Linked DNA regions of Mus musculus: region 2 is linked to region 1. A link is a contact called in public promoter capture Hi-C data. All regions are on one chromosome and are shown on one strand. The core of a region is the stretch at or near the end of the contact, and the rest is flanking DNA. Distances in the headings are between cores, read along the strand shown. Region 1 overlaps Slc35d2 (solute carrier family 35, member D2). Region 2 overlaps Habp4 (hyaluronic acid binding protein 4).

Evidence for each region. Promoter capture Hi-C pulls out the DNA fragments that hold promoters and counts their contacts.
Region 2: a promoter capture Hi-C map of liver shows a contact between it and region 1, with 3 times the contacts expected there. The contact joins two enhancer-like sites. A contact is called at or near these places in 12 of 39 promoter capture datasets (the 3T3-L1 cell line, 3T3-L1-derived adipocytes, the HPC-7 cell line and 8 more), 8 of 484 Hi-C or Micro-C datasets (the HL-1 cell line, cerebellum, double positive thymocytes and 2 more), 2 of 115 datasets of contacts at active chromatin or transcription factors (intestinal crypt epithelium and liver) and 3 of 9 other capture datasets (adipose tissue, liver and pancreatic islet).

What each region holds. Positions count from the first base shown.
Region 1 is chr13:64,104,144-64,107,651 of GRCm38.p6, reverse strand. Slc35d2 (solute carrier family 35, member D2) reads left to right here. Exons shown (of 12, transcript NM_001001321.3): 8 at 545-637; 9 at 2,852-2,919. Among named protein-coding and RNA genes, the nearest start is that of Hsd17b3, 17 kb to the right of the region's middle. Within about 2 kb of position 1,766, at least 28 of the 459 cell types and tissues checked have an H3K27ac peak or open chromatin away from gene starts, as enhancers often do. A contact at or near this core is called in liver, where this site is marked.
Region 2 is chr13:64,177,404-64,180,789 of GRCm38.p6, reverse strand. All of the region lies in intron 5 of Habp4 (hyaluronic acid binding protein 4), which reads right to left. Among named protein-coding and RNA genes, the nearest start is that of Habp4, 17 kb to the right of the region's middle. Within about 2 kb of position 1,304, at least 13 of the 459 cell types and tissues checked have an H3K27ac peak or open chromatin away from gene starts, as enhancers often do. A contact at or near this core is called in liver, where this site is marked.

The DNA of each region.
Region 1 (3,508 bases), core at 517-3,016:
CATTGACTGATGGGTGCTTTTCTGTGAGCTATTTTTAAAATCTGTATGCCCATTTGTTTCTTTGAATGGTGACAGTTTTACAAAAACAGGTCCATTGCCTTCCTGAAAATACAATATGTCACCCCCCCCTTTTTTAAAGGAGAAGTGGGTGGTCACTTTAGTAAAAGCAAACATGATAGGTTCCTATTCTTTAACGGATGGAGCAGATGTTTTAAAAGAATTAGTTAACATTTTAAATTTCCATTATCTCATTTCAGATTTGCTACTTTGAATAACGTGCTTAATAGTGGAGTGTTAGAGATGGGTAGGGCCTCAAGCCTTCTGTTTTCATCCATTGTACATGTGCTTGTTGGTGTTGAACAAATATTTATTCCAAAGTTACAACACAGTGCAATGGTCCATTTTACAACAGACATGGGCCAAAAGTCTTACAGTACATTGCCAGCCTTTTAAACATTCTAATTGTGCATAAATAGACAAATCAGCCCAGAAGACACGATACCTTAGAGCTCTAGAGTTGAATGCAATCTTCTTATTTTCACAGGAGCTGGGGAAATATGGAGTGCTTTTCTATAATGCCTGCTTCATGCTCATCCCAACTGTCATTATTAGCGTCTCTACTGGAGACTTTCAGCAGGTAAATATGGCCCGTGTTATAAACATGGTTAAGGTAGGTGAGGCCGAGCTAGGTGTGCTAGGGTGAGTGTGTTCAGTGTGTCATTGACTTTGTTGTATTTTTTTACTTTGTGGGTAAATTGAGAGTTAGACTCTTTGTTAGTGGAGAAGTAATTTATTAAATTCTCATATTCTAGGAGAACTTTGCCTCCTGATGTGGTGCTAGTTCACCCACTGCTTGCCCTCTCTGGCCTCTTCAGTTTAGACTCTAGAGATTTAGGCAGAAGCTCTCTGAATTGAGCGATTACCAGGCACTGAAATTGCAGATGGACTGGAGAGCTTTGTAGAATTATTATTTAGAAATATATATATATAACTAGAATAATACACTGAAAGATCTAAGAGCAATATCCAGGGCTGGGGATGTAGCTCAGTGGTAGAACACTGGCTGGCATGCACAGGACTGTGGGTTTGATCCTCAGTGCCACAAAGGGGAGTGGGGGGATCAAAGGACTTTTTTTATTCCTCTAAAATGATAAAATACAAAAGCTATAATGTTTAGAATACAATTCATTTGGGCTGGAGAGATGGCACTTGCTGCCAAGCCTGATAACCTGAGTTCCATCGCCAGGAGCCATATTACATATCGAGAGAGCTGATTCTGGCAGACTGTCTGTGAGTACCGTGTGTGTGCTGTGTCTAAACCACATACCTACACCACACGCACGCACAAATGTAATAGAAAACCTAAAGATAAAATATGAGTATACCTTTACTAAAGTATTAGATGGCAAGAGATGACCAGAGATGTAGATATACACTGTAATTAGTAATGAAAATGAGGGAGAGTCCCTAGCAGGTAAATGTGATCTGTTTTCACTCGGCAACTATCTGAAATGTTCACTGAATTACTCCAAGATCTTTTAGCTGGTTGCATGACTGAGTCCATTTTAGATTATGAACTAAATATGATAAAGAGGGGAGTTCATGTACACTGAACTAAATACACTGGAAGCTGACGGATAACACGGAGTGAAATATTCTCTCTCTGTCATTGGAGGAAGAATGAATGAGTCAACAGGGAGAGATGGAAAGGCCAAAGTTTTTGGTGACTCACTACTCTGGGAAGTGAGTCCTGGACTTTGGACTTACAGTCGGTGGATTATTAACTGTGGGAAATGAAGTCAGAGATAGCAGCCCTTCTGTTAACAAACCCCAGGTCCTTGGGAGATGCTCATTTGACCTTCCCTCTAGGAGGCCAAAATACATGTAGTGTGTTGCAACTGAGGGAGAGGGATTTTAAAATATTGATTTTTTTTCTGATTGACCCCCCCAAAGTGCAAAAGATTCATAATCTAGCATGCTTTGTATATTCTGTTTCTTCAAATGTTACCAGTATAGATTCATTCTTAAAGATAGAAAACTAGTGTTTATTAAAGTGTGCACTGGTGAAGAACATATGTATTTTAAGAAATATTACTAAATAACCCTCTCTGGGTTTATGTTGTCCAGAGTAAATAATTTTTATTGATTGTTTATATAAATACTTCTAGCTCTTGGTTTTTAACTTATTACAATTTGGTTATTTAATTATGTGTGTGTGTGTGTGTGTGTGTGTGTGTGTGTGTGTGTGTGTGTGTGTGTGTGTGTGTATAAGGATGTTGCCTTAGTTAGTGACCAAGGCAACTCTTATAAGGACAACATTTAATTGGGGCTGGCTTACAGGTTCAGAGGTTCGGTCCATTATCATCCAGGCAGGAACATGGCAGCATCCAGGCAGAAATGGTGCAGGAGGAGCTGAAAGTTCTACATCTTCATCAGAAGGCTGCCAGCAGAAGACTGGCTTCCAGGCAGCTAGGATAAGGTTCTTATACACTTATGGTGACACACCTACTCCAACAAGGCCACACCTCCAAATAGTGCCACTTCCTAGGCCAAGCATGTACAAGCCATCACAGATGTACTCATGACACGCTGCACATAGGGAATCAGAAGGCTACTCAATAAGTAACAGCAAAACCTTTTTATGATGGAAACTTTCAAACGTAAAGGTTTGGAAAGTAGTACAATAAGCCCCTGTTTAACTAGTTATTGATATTTAATGCATTGTCTCTTTGATAGAACTGTGTAATTATTGTCAATGCATCAATGGCACAAAAGGTGGTAAGGTTGTGCTAACTGGATTTAAGCTGAACTGTCACTAACCGCACGATGGATCTTTTCTTTGTCATCACAGGCCACTGAATTCAGACACTGGAAGAATGTCTTATTTATCATACAGTTTCTCCTTTCCTGTCTTTTGGGGTAAGAAACTGTATGTAAGTGGAGAAGTCGGTTGATGGTATTTCTTGACAAGTCAGATCTAATTTGTCTGCCTGTCTCTTCTGCCAGAATCCTCTTTCTTGTGTTTCTCTTGACTTTATCTGGGCAGGGCACCCCTCCCCTGTACTCCCAACACACACACAAGCCCTGCATTTGCAGGCTCTGTTGGTGCTGGAAGTACCGACTTTATATCCTGGTGGGTCCAAACACTTCAGTATCACAGCTATTTACAGAGGTCAGAGAGAGTGCTGGGTCCCCTGGAACTGGAGTTACAAGGTGGTACAGTCATCATGAGGGCAGTAAGAACCCAATCCAGGTCCTCTGCAAGAGCAGCAGGCGCTCTTAACACACTGAGCTGTGTCTCTGGTCTCTGTTACCCCTCCCTTTAGCTTTATTGGATTTAATAGTTATTCTGGTGATGGAGTTCTTAATTTAATTTATTATTACTCTCTCTCTCTCTCTCCCTCTCTGTGTGTGTGTGTGTGTGTGTGTGTGTGTATGTATCTGTCTGTCTACCCATGTGCCACAGCACACGTGTGGAGGTTCAATCTTGGATTTGACACTTAACTAG
Region 2 (3,386 bases), core at 55-2,554, 74 kb before region 1:
AAAACATTCATACATGTAATTTTTAAAGAAAGAAAAGGGGAGTGTCTTTAAAGGCAATTAACAAGTTTTGACAAAGATTTTTTTTTTTTTTTTTTGGCTGGTGGGACCAAGTGTCTACTTCAGAAAAGAAAGTTATACTTTTGTGGGACTGTATTGGGGATGTGATTATCAACGTAGAAAACAGTCTGGGGGGCCGGAGAGATGGCTCAGTGGTTAAGAGCACTGACTGCTCTTCCAGAGGGCCTAAATTCAATTCCCAGCAAGCACATGGTGGCTCACAACCATCTGTATTGGGATGTGGTGCCCTCTTCTGGTATGCAAGTGTACATGCAGACAGAGCACTCATACATAGAAAAAGGAAGGGAAAGGGGAAGGGGAAGGGGAAGGGGAAGGGGAAGGGGAAGGGGAAGGGACGGAACAGTCTGGTCTTCAATTTTTTTTACAGAGTCGGGTGTCATGGCTCACATCTTTAATCTCAGACCTAGGCAGGCAGAGACAAGTGGATCTCTATGAGTTTGGTGCCATCCTGGTCTACACATCAGGCTCCAGGACAGCTGGGACTGACTACACAGCAAGTTCCAAGACATAGAGATCTTGTCTCAAATTTTTTTTTTCTGGGGACAAGAGAGATGGCTTAGTGGTTAAGAACACTGGCTGCTCTTCCAGAGGATCTGGGTTCAATTCCCAGCAACCACATGGCAGCTCACAGCTGTCTGCAACTCTAGTTCCAGGGGATCCAACACCCTTATACAGACATACATGCAGTCAAATCACCAATGTGCATAAGACTAAAATTTTAAAAATTATTAAATTTTCTGAGAGTTCATATATGATCCAGGAATTTCATACCTGAGAGAAATGAGAACGCGCATCCCTATCAAACACATACATGAATGTTTACAGTGGCTGTTATGTACAGCAGCCTCAAACTGGAAACTATTAGCATGTCTGTCACCTGACAAGTAGATAAACAAAACAGGGATTTTAAAATATAGGCCATAACATGACAGAAATTTAGACATATGGCAAGTGAAATAAGCTAACGTGTCTTCTCTTTTCTGTGTAAGATTCCGTTTATATGATCGGAAGAGGCAAGCTCAAAGACAAAACAGGGCAGTGTAGCAGGTGCCCTCAAACATCAGAACACTGATGAGGAACAATTCAGCTGCTGTCAGAACACAGGGAAGGATGGGTGTGACACACCAGTAAATTGGCTAAGTTGGAAGAATAAGCATGCATTTCAGGTTGTTCACTAAAACACTGGCTTACAGGACTTTAAGCTCTTCCATCAAGTTCTAAGCCTGGGAGGTGAAGGTCCACTGTGGCGGAATGGGGAAAGCCCCAGTGTCAACTCAATCAGCCAGAGCTGGGGTGGCAGGTCATCGATCGTATCAAGAAACGGAATTCTTAAACCATCAACAATGACACAGCTGCTGGGAGATTAGTGTGATTTTAAAGTCTGACAGAGCCACAGAAACAAGAATTCTCCCTGAAGAGTCCTACATAACTCGCTTTCCCAGCTCATAGAAATGAGTGTGTCTGTGACTTTAGTTAACGCAGTCTAAATAGGCACGTTAACTGTGAATCCTATTTTAAAAACACATTCTTAGTTGTTTTGAGCAGTAAATTCACAGCTGTCACAACCGTCAGTCACTGTCACTCGTGTAAGAGATGTAGGGGGCCCCTCCCTCTCTCCTATTTGTAGATAGGAGCATAGCTGAGCATAAAACACAGCCCTCACAACTCCAGTTGATTATTCCTATTAACAAATGAGGGCAGATTAAATAACTGGATCAAACTGGCTCAGTCTGCTCTGGCAGCTGAAGGGGGAGAAAGGGAGAATCAGCAGCAGGGTGAAGGGCAAGAATTCAGCAAACAGGGAAGGGGGGGGGAGGATAAGGTGTGTTCAGAAACGTGAAGTAGGGAGCCACAAAATGAGTCCTGAGAAGGCACGAGAGTGGTCAAACATGAGGCACTGGAGGGGTCTGAAGGGGTCGGAGAATGTGACACTCAGAACGCCCACATGACAGCCACTCTGGTGCAGAGAGAGGCTCGGGAGCTGCAGTGACAGCTGGACGTCAGAAGTTTAGGCTGTGCCGGTGACAGGGATGATTAGGGACACAATGAAGGCCTGAATTGGGGGTAGGAGAGGACTGAAAACTGGACTTCCAAGGGAGACTTAGAGGTTTCTGCTTGGGGAAGCTGATGAGTGTTGATGCTGGTCCGGAGCACAGACACCTGCTGAGGCCCAGGGGGTTGTGGGGAAGCAGGCAAGCAGCTCAGTCATGCTGAGCATGAGGTATCAGTGGCGAAGCAGGCGTAGGTGTGCAGGAGACAGACACACAGACCTCGGACCTCGGACTCGGGTTGAAGGATGAAGGCAAAGATCTGTATTTTGGTGTCAAAACACACATATGACAATTCGAGAGCAGGGTACATAAGATCACATAAAGACGGAGAAAGAGAACAGGCCTGAGGCAAAACTCTAATGAGTTTCGAAGGAGATGCTCAAGGCAGAGGGAACCCAGAGCGCAGTTAGCCAGAGAGCTGAGCTTAAGTCAACACAGATTTAGGTTGAAGTGGCCGCTAGGCCTGGTGAGGTGAGGGGGGAGTATTCAGAGGGTGATGACGACACAAAGCAGGCCTGGAGTTATAGAAACAAGTGATGGAGGAATGAACACAGCTCCGTGTAGGGCTAAGGGGAGACTTTAACATGAGACTGCATACACTTCAACTGTCCAGAAGACCAGAGCTGGGGAAAAAGACATGTACAAACTGAGGGTTGAGAAGGTCAGTGGGAATGACCCAAAACTGGAAGAGGTGGGAGAAGAGATGGGAAAAGGGAAGACCATCAACTTCCCAGCTGTGGAATTTCCATGAGGTGTGGCAATGATGTGGGGAAGTGCTGTCAGGGTCTTGGAGAATCCATGAAGTAGTGATGCTGGACAGTGCTGGCTGGTCTTCTCAGAAAACTGGCTATCAACACCTTACCAGATGCTACCGAGGGGGCTGCAGAGATGGCTCAGAGGTTAAGAGCACTGACTGCTCTTCCAGAGGTTCTGAGGAGTTCAGTTCCCAGCAGCCCCCGGGGTGGCTCACAACCACCTGTAATGGGACCCGATGCCCTCTTCTGGTGTGTGTCTGAAGACAGCAAAGGTGTGCTCGCATATATAAAAATAAATAAATCTTTAAAAAGAAAAAATAAAGATGTTACCACGTGGCTAGTGAGATGGCTCGGTGGGTAACGCTGCTTGTTACACAAGCCTGGTGACCTGAGATTGAGCCCTGGAACCCACATCAAGGTGGAAGGCGAGAACCAACTCTACAAATTGTTCTCTGACCTCCGCGTGCACGTGCGATGCATATACACACACAATAGTAAGAAA